Linked DNA regions of Oryctolagus cuniculus: all the other regions are linked to region 1. Evidence: chromatin contacts called from public Micro-C data. All regions are on one chromosome and are shown on one strand. The core of a region is the stretch at or near the end of the contact, and the rest is flanking DNA. Distances in the headings are between cores, read along the strand shown.

The links. A called contact is a pair of places that touch in the nucleus more often than the background predicts.
Region 2: a Micro-C map of ear pinna shows a contact between it and region 1, with 6 times the contacts expected there. The contact joins the promoter of HGSNAT here to the promoter of THAP1 in region 1. A contact is called at or near these places in 2 of 6 Hi-C or Micro-C datasets (ear pinna and an unstated tissue).
Region 3: a Micro-C map of ear pinna shows a contact between it and region 1, with 8 times the contacts expected there. The contact joins the promoter of FNTA here to the promoter of THAP1 in region 1. A contact is called at or near these places in 2 of 6 Hi-C or Micro-C datasets (ear pinna and psoas muscle).

The regions. Positions count from the first base shown.
Region 1 is chr2:92,921,017-92,924,563 of mOryCun1.1, forward strand. It overlaps THAP1 (THAP domain containing 1), which reads right to left and starts at 1,615. Exons shown (of 3, transcript XM_017350347.3): 1 at 1,269-1,615. The coding sequence starts at 1,339.
Region 2 is chr2:93,168,430-93,171,976 of mOryCun1.1, forward strand. It overlaps HGSNAT (heparan-alpha-glucosaminide N-acetyltransferase), which reads left to right and starts at 1,887. Exons shown (of 18, transcript XM_051832323.2): 1 at 1,887-2,133. The coding sequence starts at 1,902.
Region 3 is chr2:93,101,917-93,105,463 of mOryCun1.1, forward strand. It overlaps FNTA (farnesyltransferase, CAAX box, subunit alpha), which reads left to right and starts at 1,705. Exons shown (of 9, transcript XM_008273904.4): 1 at 1,705-1,973. The coding sequence starts at 1,771. It overlaps LOC138848527 (a long non-coding RNA gene), which reads right to left and starts at 1,558. Exons shown (of 2, transcript XR_011386394.1): 1 at 1,098-1,558.

The DNA of each region.
Region 1 (3,547 bases), core at 365-2,864:
GATTTATTTGTTTATTTGAAAGAGTTACATAGAAAGAGGAAGCAGAGGCGCAGAGAGAGAGAGAGAGAGAGAGAGAGTGTGTGTGTGTGTGTGTGTGTCTTCCAACCGTTGGTTCACTCCCCAGTTGGCTGCAACGACCGGAGCTGCAGTGGAAGCCAGGAGCCAGGAGCTTCCTCCAGGTCTCCCACGTGGGTGCAGGGGCCCAAGCACTTGGGCCATCTCCCACTGCTTTCCCAGGCCATGGCAGAGAGCTGGACTGGAAGCGGAGCCCATATGGGATGCCGGCACTGCAGGCAGCGGCTTTACGCCACAACCCAACCTCTCAGCTTTTTATTTTCAAAAGTCTATTTCCCCTACCCCCAGCTGTAGCAGTGGAGCCACAGGACCAGCGGGGTAAAACAGCCCTGAGTTTATGGCCTCCACCATACTAGGAGCTCAGGGAGAGCAGGTCTTCTCTCGGCACACCCACAAGCTGTCTCAATCTTTGGGATCCTTAAGGTTGGGGCGTAGGTTTGCGAGAAAAAACACCTCCCTGATATCCTGGCCAAAATAAACTCTGAATTTCTCCCTTCCTAAAAGAGCAGCTTCTCCCGGCTGCTCCACTTCCCACCCAGCTGCCTGCCGGTGCACCCAGGAAGGCAGCCCAGGATGGCCCAGGTCCTTGGGCCCCTGCCACTCACATGGGTGACCGTGGGGAGCTCCTGGCTTTGGCAGCCATTTGGGGAGTGAACGAGGGAATGAGGGACCTCTCCCTCCCTCTCCGTGGCTTTCAAATAAACAAATCTTTATATATATATGTGTGTATATATGTATATATAGATATTATATATATATGTATATATGTATATATAGATATTATATACATATATACATATATATACATATATACATATCTATATGTATATATAGATATTATATACATATATACATATATATATACACACACACACCTATACATACATACAGAACAGGGTTGGGGGAGGGCACGGGGAAGGCCTTCGCTCCTATCCCATTCAGCCTTCGGCGGCCGCCACCATCCGCCCTCCGCAGGCGCGGAACTCGCTAAGCCCACGTCCGGACGCGCGAGGAACCGCCGCTCGGCCGGGAACGCCCCCGGCTCCCGGCCCGAGACCCCCGCCCCGCCCTCGCCCCCGCCCCTCTCGTGAGGTCTCGCGCGGACACGCGCCCGGCTCCGCCCCGCGCCCAACCGGCCGCGCGCCCCCCACCCCGGCTGGGGCCGGCCCCGCGATGCGCGCAGGGGGACTTACTTGTGGAAAGACACGGGCTTGTCCTTGTCGTACCGGTTCTTGCAGCCGTAAGCGGAACACGACTGCACCATCCTTCCGGTCTCTGTCCCTTCACTTCTGCCGCCCCTGAAGGCAGGCGGAGCTGCTCCCGATGTCGCAGCTCTCGGTGTGGACGCCTTCTCCTCCTGTAGCTTTGGTCAACGGTTACAGAGAAGACGGTTTCACTCGGGGAGGGGTGGTGGTGACTACCGCGCCCGTTGTGGAGTTTGCATTAGCAGAAGGGCCACAGCCATCGCCCCTCTCCCATCTCCAAGATGGCGGAGGCAGCTTCAAACTCACCTCTCGCGAGGAGTTCTTCCACCGTCTCCGAGTAGCCTCTGAGGTCAGAGGTAACGTTTTTCTAGGAAGCAGGCCATTGGCTGAGGCCGAGCGTTTCCTGCGTCGTGGGGCGGGGCGGTGGCTAGGCGTTGCGGAAGGAGGCGGGGCTTCAGAACTTGGGTCTAGGCCGGGACTGCTAGGGGAAGGCGAAGCTCCCAGGGCCAGCCCTGCGCCGCGGGTGGTGCTCCCCGGAGTTCTGTACCCCGAGTTTTCCCCGGGCAGCCTTGAGTGGGAAACATACAGCGTGTGGGGTCAGCTGTCAAGCTGAGCCAGCCCGCTCTCCCAGGTCGCCGATTGGATTCCGGTGACATCTCAGCTGCCGAGACGGTAGCGCGCAGTGTCCCACCGCACAGAGGCGTTGCCTCTTTATCCCCTGCCCCCTGCAGATCCGGCGAGCGGACTGCTGATTGCATGGTTCGGACGCTCTGCTTTTTTCTGCCCCCTGAAACGTGGGCGTTTCCGGAACTCTAGACAGCTTGCTAGTGATTCCCAGGTCGTCTGTTAACTGCCTGCATCTGTCCTGCTTCCCGTATTACCTGCGAGTCGTTTGTCCCACGGCTGTCTATACCAGAGTCGTCTTCAAACGCCTTGATGACACCACGTTAATTTTATAGAATCCGTACACGCCTCTTAAGTCCATTCCTTTTTCATCTTTAACTCCTGTTCTTTTGAGTCCTTTATTTTTAAAGTATTTTGTTTGAGAGGGAGATAAGTGATCTTTCATCTGCTGGTTCACTTCCGAGAAGCCAGGAGCTTCTTCCGGGTCTCTCTCGTGGGTGCAGGGACCCAAGGACTTGGGCCATCCTCCACTGCTTTCCAGGCCACAGCAGAGAGCGGGATCGGAAATGGAGCAGCCGGGACTCGAACCGGCGGCCATATGGGATGCCGGCACTGCAGTGGCGGCTTTGCCCACTGTGCCGCAGCGTCGGCTCTTAGCTCCTGTTCTTGATCAGACCCTCACCGTGGGTGCAACCCCCTGACTTTGCCATCTGCAGTCCTCATGGAAGCCGACACTCCCCTGTGCTTCATCAGTTTATTCGTGTTTTGAACAAAATCCCGATGTCTTAAGGTCAGCCACAAAGCCCTCTAGGACCAGGCGCCTCTGCTTTTCCAGCGTCTCCTGCTTAAGCTCTGCTGCAGCTGTAGGTCTTTAATAGGCAGGCTCTCCGGTGCCTCCCACAAGAAGCCTGTTTTCCTGGGCTTCGCGTGCTCCTGACCTCCTCAACCGAGGCAACTCTCTTGTTCCAGTGAAGCCTTGCACTCGTTTCTGTGAACAGTCTTGAACCGCTCCGCAGTGTCCGGTACATAATCTGCCGTCCTCCTCAGCGCTGAGACGCTGCTGACGGGGATTGTGTCTCATCTCACACAGTAACCACAGCGGCTTGCAGTATCTGACACAAGTTAAGGGTTGTTTTTTTAAGACGTATTATTTATTTGTAAGGCAGAGTTAGAGAGAGCGAGCATCCATGCGGCTGGTTCACTCCCTAAATAGCCGCACGACCAGGGCTGCAACAGGCCAGGCCAAAGAAAGGAGCCAGGAGCTTTCTCTAGGTCTCCCATGTGGGTACATGGTCTTGGGCCATCTTCCGCTGCTTTCCCAGGCACATTAGCAGGCAATGGATTGGAAGTGGAACAGCGGGGACTGGAACCGACACCCATATGGGATGTTGTCACCACAGGTGCCAGCTTTGTGCACGGTGCCACAGCGCCGGCCCCATAAGTTAAGAAAAGGTTGGTATATGTGCTTGGCTGAGGAGCCAGTAGGACGAAGCTACCATCTGTGGGATTATGACTGAATGCCTCTAAGTCAGAATCCCACCCAGGCTGAAGGAGCCCCAGCTGGCCTTGGATAGCCGCATGTGACGCCTAAACCAGTTGGGTCCCTGGCACCCATGTGGGAGATCCTGAGTCCCTGCTGCGGC
Region 2 (3,547 bases), core at 637-3,136, 250 kb after region 1:
TAGGCAACATCAGGAAGAGACGAGTGCAGTGAAGAAAATAAAGCAGGATACAGGGATACAGAAGATTTTAGTTTTAGGTAAAGTTAATGGGGCAACTGAGCTAAGACATGACTACAGTGCAGGAGGGAGCCATGAGGTATCTGGGCTAGGGGGAGGGTGTGCTAGGTAGAGGGAACAGTCCATGCTTAGCCCTGAGACAGAAAATTCCAGATGCCCCACTTCCCAAGCCCCGGGCATGGGGCTGTGACCAGGCTGAAAGAGCTGGCTCCTAAGAGAGAGGAGAGAAGGGCACATTCATCCAGTGACCCTGTGGCTCGAGCTAGGGCTGGGCAAGAGTGGACTAGCAGTGGCTGTGAGACAGCAGGGGGCTAGTTGGTGATGGCCTTGCCACAGTGTCCCCTTCCCCCTGGGGAATTTGAACAAACAGTTTGTGACTTAACTTTCCTGAAAGTTACTCTCCGCACTTACACTCATCAGGAGCTCCACACTCCCCCTTAGCAAGAAGCGTGTGCTCACCTCTGTCATCTGTTCACCTCCCGTCACCTCCTTCGCAGAACTGTGTGCCAGTCACACTGGCTTTCTTTCAGTGACTTCCTTGAGCTGAGCTCTCCTGCTGGGAACACTCTTTCTCCCGTTTTTGCTTCTGACATGCTACTTACTGTCTTGTGCCTACCATTGCACTCATCACACAAAAATAAAAATGATGCAGGGCGCACCCATATATCTGCTCATCCATCCATTTGAGCAATGAACTCCACTTAACCCGTGAGATCAGTGCTTTGAACATGGACTTCCTGCCTCTCCAGCCATCTCTTTGAACATGGACTTCCTGCCTCTCCAGCCATCTCTTGAATCTGGGGTGTGTCTCTGTATGTCGTGTTCCTGAGCAACACGGAGGTTTGCTGAGCTTCACCCTTGTATATAGGCTTTTTTTTTTTTTTTTTTTTTTTGACAGGCAGAGTGGACAGTGAGAGAGAGACAGAGAGAAAAGCCTTCCTATGGCCGCCGTGGCCGGCGCACCGCGCTGATCCAAAGGCAGGAGCCAGGTGCTTCTCCTGGTTTCCCATGGGGTGCAGGGCCCAAGCACCTGGGCCATCCTCCACTGCACTCCCGGGGCCACAGGCAGAGCTGGCCTGGAAGAGGGGCAACCGGGACAGAATCCGGCGCCCCGACCAGGGCTAGAACCTGGTGTGCCGGCACCGCAAGGCGGAGGATTAGTCTTGAGCCACGGCGCCGGCTCACCCTTGTGTGTGTCTTACAGGGGTGTTCTGCATCATCGCTTTTCTCCCTCAGCCCTGGCACCTGAAGCTCCAGGTCGTTCCTGCTCCCCTGTCAGAAGTCACGACTTGCCCATTTTCCCACGGACGGCCAGTCAGGTCGCTGGACAGGGTTTGCAGTTACACAGGACCTTGCTGCCAGAGTTCCTGTTCAGTGTAACACACATGCTAGTCTCTGCAGCTACACAGCCGGGAGTGCACCGGCGTGACGGGCTTTCTGCAATGCACAGGTGGCTTTGAAGGTGTGTGTCGTCTTCTCCATGGTAGATGCCTTGGGGCGGAGACCTGCGGTCTGGCTAAACTTGGCATTTTCCAGAAGGGGCTCCAACACGCGAGAGCTAGGCACAGTGTTGCTGGAGAAGCGGCAGGGGACTGGGGCGCCCCGGCTCCAGGCGTGCAGGAGCGCTCTCTACCGGATGGCTCCCTCTCCGAGGGCGCAGACACTGAGCCAAAGACAGAAAACCCGGCCTCCTAGGCGCTTCCCTCAGGGCAGGCCCCGCAGCGGCCAGGCCCGGCCCCTGGGACCCTCCCACCCACCGGCACCGCCCTCGGAGCCTTGGCGCCCAGCTCCGCCGCGGCCGACTCGGGCGTGGGCGGTGACGGCAGCCGAGGTGGGGGCAGGCGATGACGCGCGCGCGGCCGAGCGTGGCCACGGAGCAGCGCGGGGCCGAGCAGCGCGGCGCCCGAGGCGCGGCGGGCCAGGCGTCACCCCGGCAGGCGCGGCGGCCCGAGGCGGCAGTGGCCGGCATGCCGGGAGCGCCGGGCGCGGGCTGGGCGCTGGTCGCGCTGCTGCTGGCCGCGTCGGTGCTGAGCGCCGCGCTGCTGGCCCCTGGCGGCTCCCCGGCGCCGCCGCAAGGTGAGTGCGCGCCGCCACCGCGCTCCTGGCCGGCGGGGCGGGGCGCGCCGTGCTTCCCCAGCTCGCCGCTCGGCCTCTTGCAGCTGGGGCTGTCGGGTTGCCGAGGACGCTGCTTTGTGCTGCAGGCGCGCTGGGCGGCGGCCGCGGCCTGGAGAGGGGTTGGTGCGGTGCGGGGCTTCGGCCCCAGCCTCCAGACGGCGCCCACCCGGACGGGCGAGCTCCCGAGAGCTGTGGCGCAGGAGCGGGCCGGAGCGCGCGGGTCTTGCTGCGTCCCCTGGCGGCCTGTCCTCAGATGGAGGCTTGTTACCCAACGCACGCGAGGCGCAGTGGGAGCCTGCCTGGTGGACAACCGGACTGCGCCCACGCTCGCCCCTCAGCCGGCGCGCTGGCCGGTGCAACTTCCACACGGCCCCCTCCTTTCCCCAGGCTGGAAAAGCACGATCCCGGTCCCGGGGTGGGCATCGGCCGGAGTCCGGCCTCTGGCGACAGCGGCCTCCCCGCCCGCTCGGGCCGGCGCCCCGGGCTCTGACGAGAAGCCGCAGCCCGGGGCTGGATTAGGGGACCTCGGGGGCACTCGCGGCGTGGCCGCCCGCGGCGTTTTTGCCCTCGCGTGCACTCAGGCGACGCGGGACAGAAGGGCGTCCCCCAGCTGGCGTGCTGTCCGAACTCGCTGGGGGAAACGGGAGGCTATACGAGGGGACGTGGAATTCCAGCGCCTCCCTTCAGGCCGAGGAAGGCGGCTACCCAGGCCCTAGCGTTTGTCCGGGTGCCGTCGGAGGTCAGACAGTGTTTGGGTCCCCTGGGGAGGTGGTCGTCATCTGCCCCTCTTTCCCGTCTCCTTTTCTGTATCAGAATGTGGGGCTTCTAGTATCTGAAATTCCGAGTCTTGCAGAAGACATGATGAGTTTTGAGACAGCATTTCAGCTGGCTACTTGCAGTGGACACAGCCTCGGAGGGTTACATAACCTGTCCAGGCACAACTTGTCAGGGACAGATCTGGGCCGGTGCTTTTTGTTTGTATTCTAACACCAGTTGATGACGGTAGTCATTTTAGGAAAAGGGTGATTTGTTAATGGTGATTCTATGTGGGGAGGGAGAAAATTAGTGTTTCCTCAGCTTTCCATCCCGAGCAGGACAACCATGCTTTCTGGCCCACCTGGAGCCCAGGTGGCCTGGTCAAAGTCCCTCTAAGAGCTTTCTCTTGGTATGGTTTGAGGACTCAATTTTTATTTGTAGTAAACATTAGGTAGAATCTATTTTGAAGAATATGCCTCCTAAAAACTCAGGAAACAAAAGCAGAAATAGCATCACATTGTGCTAAAATGCTCTGCATAGCTAAGGAGCAATCAAGAGGGTGGACGGATGATTACAGAATGGGAGAAAATGTTTGCAAAGTATGCATGTGAGGAGGGGT
Region 3 (3,547 bases), core at 455-2,954, 180 kb after region 1:
TAGACTGTTGCAGTAACCCGCCCAGTCTTCCCCATTTTCACCTTTCCCTGTGATACTATTGTGTTCTGAATACACAGAGTACAGTTCATTCTCAGTATAGACATCATAGTGTCTGGTAAATAACAAGGTATATCACTCCACAGTCAAAATCCTACAACTTCCCATCTCGCAAGTAAAATCCAAAATTCCTTAAGGCTCTGTGTTAGCTGCACTGTCTTAAGTCTGAACTGTCCTGTGTCCCTTCCATTCAGTCACTACACTGCAGCCACGTGGGCCTCCTGGATCCATAAACTCACCACACACACCACCCCCACCCCCGTGCCTTAGTTCTCTGGACTTCTGCCAGGAATGATCTCCCCACATTGGCTCACTCCTTCGCTTCCCTCAAATCTTTCTTCAAATGCCAATCATCTATAGTAACCCATCTGTTATGGTTTCAACAGGATTTGCCTTCTGAATACATCCCAGTATTCAAATCCCAAAGTCAAGGGTTGGTGATGCCGGTAGGACGGTAAGATCTGACAGTAGTTCCTGTGAGAGAGTTGATTACAAAAGCAAGTTGGATCCATGCCTTCTCTGCAGAAGCACATGTTTTGCCATTGCCACCCTCTGACTTTAACCAGAAAGCCAAAGGGCCAACCGTGACCCTTCAAGGCCCTCCTGCAAAAGAAACTTAGGTTAGATATATCATTATGGTTATGCAAATGTGCCTAACACAACATTCTTAGGCTTAAAAGAAATTCTTTATTTGAAAGGTAGGACGACAGAGAGATCTTCCTTCCATTTGCTGGTCCACTTTCCACATGGCTACAAAAGCTAGGGCTGGTCCAGACCAAAGCCAGGAGCTCCATCAGGGTCCCCCACATGGGTGGCAGGAGCCCAAGCACTTGGGGCATCTTCTGCTGTTTCTCCCAGGTCATTAGCAGGGAGCTGCATCCTAAACGGAGCAGCCGGGACCCGGGCTCGAACCAGTGACCATATGGGATGGCCGGCTCCAAAGCCCAAATTCAGACTGCGGTTCCTGGCCAATCCCTTTGCTTCATTACGGGGCTTGGATCACATCCTCCCCACTGAAGCACGTGTGCTGCCCACCCTACCTTCATCTCCGCAGTCCAGGAGCACCAGCCTTTTTTTGCCCTCCACCGGCTTCATCTTTCTGGCCTTTCCTGCCGGCTATTCTCGCCCATAACCTGCTTCACAGAACGGGGAACCCCCGGAGATGTGTGCAGCGAATGCCTGTGTCCTGCAACGCACAGAAAAGCGCTTCCTAACGCCTTCGCCTATTCCTTGTCAGCTCCGAAAGACCAAATCCCTGGATTATCGAAATCCCTCTTGATAAACTCAGCTTTCAAAAGAATGTGTGCAGTGAAGAAAATGGCGCGCTGGAGGCCAGCTCTTTCCTGAGAGTAAGGGCTGGCGGGCGAGCCGTGGCCAGCCGCCCTCGGCCTCGCGACGGCTTCCAACGCTCGGTCAGAGGCCCGGTCGCCACGTCCCCGACAGGGGGCGGCTGACAGCACCAGCACATTCTGGAGAGACACGTGCGCGCTTCCTCGTGGCGAAGCTGGAGACCCTCGAGAGAGCAAGGCTGGACATCGTGTCCCTGACCCCCAACCCCAGCCGCCCACGGCTCCTCCCAGGATCCCGGCGCCACCCAGGCGCCCGCCCAGGCGCTCTGGCCCGCGTCTCTATGGCAGGAAGCGAGAAACCGGAAGCGGGCCGCGGGGGCAAGGGGCGGGGCCTCGCCTCCACCTCCGCAGCGGACGAGGCGAGATGGCGGCCACCGAAGGGGTCGGGGAGGCAGCGGCAGGCGGCGAGGCGGGTCAGCCGGAGCAGCCGCCGCCCCAGCCGCACCCACCGCCAGCCCAGCTGCAGCAGCAGGGTGAAGAGATGGCGGCCGAGGCCGGAGAAGCGGTGCCGTCCCCTATGGACGACGGGTTTCTGAGCCTGGACTCGCCCACCTACGTCCTGTACAGGTAACGCCCCGGGAGGGCGTGGGGCGGAGGAGTCGAGTCCGCGGGGAGCCGGCTTGGCGCGGGCTGGTCCGCAGGTGGCTCCTTCAGCTGCCGCGGCGTCAGTCAGGGTTCGGGGAGTGGAGGTGTTTCCCGCGCTCTCCCGTGGGCCCCGCTCGCCATGGCGGTGCAGGCGGGACTGAAGCGGGGAGCGCCAGCGTAAGGTCTTTACGGGCTGAGCCGTGTCCCTGTAACCGGGGTTTCAGAGCCTGGCAGCGCCGGCTAGGCTGCAGGGGCTGAAAGGGACGCCTTGCTGTGAACCCAGCGCGGCGAAGCGATGTGTAAGCGCTGCTGCCGGTCTTTGCTGGCACACCTGCACGCAGCCCCGTGCCCACGTGTTCCTTGCTTGGAGTAGCGACGCCGGTTGCCTGTTCCCAGGCGGACCTGCCGACGCGAAGGCGTCCTGCATCTCACTTCCCTCCGTAGTCCTCCGTAAACCCGGTAGATGGCTCACCTGCCTGGATTTGCTGCCTGAGTGAAAGCTGGTGTTTCACAGAGGCTCCTCCCCTCCGGACCTTCTCGCTGGGTTGTGGAAGTGCCCAGGTTCTCAGCACGACTGAGCCTGCTCTGCCAGTCACAGCCTCGCCGTCCCAGGGCCTCTGCCCTAGGCTCTAGGTGTCACGCGCAGGTAGCTGTGTCCTTTGCATCTCCTCCTTCGTGGACACGGTGTCTGGACCGCCTGGAGTCTCTGCCGCCAACGGCTGATCGACGTAGGGAAACACTGAGTGGGTGACAAGAAGACCAGGGGAAGCGTGGCTGAACCTGCTTTGGTCCCGTTGTGAACAGTTCACGTGGAAATTTGTGTCAGCATGTATTGTCACTGTAGTGTCATTTTTACCATTGAGAATGAGTAGTAGTCATGGCTCCTGAGGGGCTGTGCACGCTTTAAACACTTAACATCTGTTACCTCAGCGAACATCTAAAAACAGTCTTCCAACCGTGGTTGGTAAGGTTATCATCCCTGTTTATAAACAAAGTAACTGGGCCCAGAAAAATCAAGTAACTTGCCCTAGGACACTCAGCTGTCGAGTGGTAGAGTGAGTACTCCGGTTTAGGCAGTTGTCAGATTCCAGAACCGGCTCTCTTAGTCACCACCTGGGCCACTTCTCTGGTATACAGCAAACGAATAGCTTTTAATTTTTTTAAAACGTCAGTTCTTAGTGAGTTGTTACTCAGATTTGTAAAAAATGCTGAGTCCAGTCTTTGCCAGTCAGGCAATTAGATCAGTTGTGTGCCTATAGCAAGATATAGTTCTTCCAGTTTTAAAACTAAATTTGAGAGGCCAGCGCCGTGGCTGGCGGAGCAGGTAAAGCCACCACTTGCAGTGCCGAATGGCATTTGGGCCCTGGTTCTAGTCCCGGCAGTCCACTTCTGATCCAGCTCTCTGCTGTGGCCTGGGAAAGCAGTGAAAGATGGCCCAAGGGCTTGGACCCCTGCACCCTCATGGGAGACCCAGAACATCATCCTGGTTCCTGGCTTCGGATTGGCCCAGCTCTGGCCATTGCAGCCATTTGGGTAGTGAACCAGCAGATGGAAGA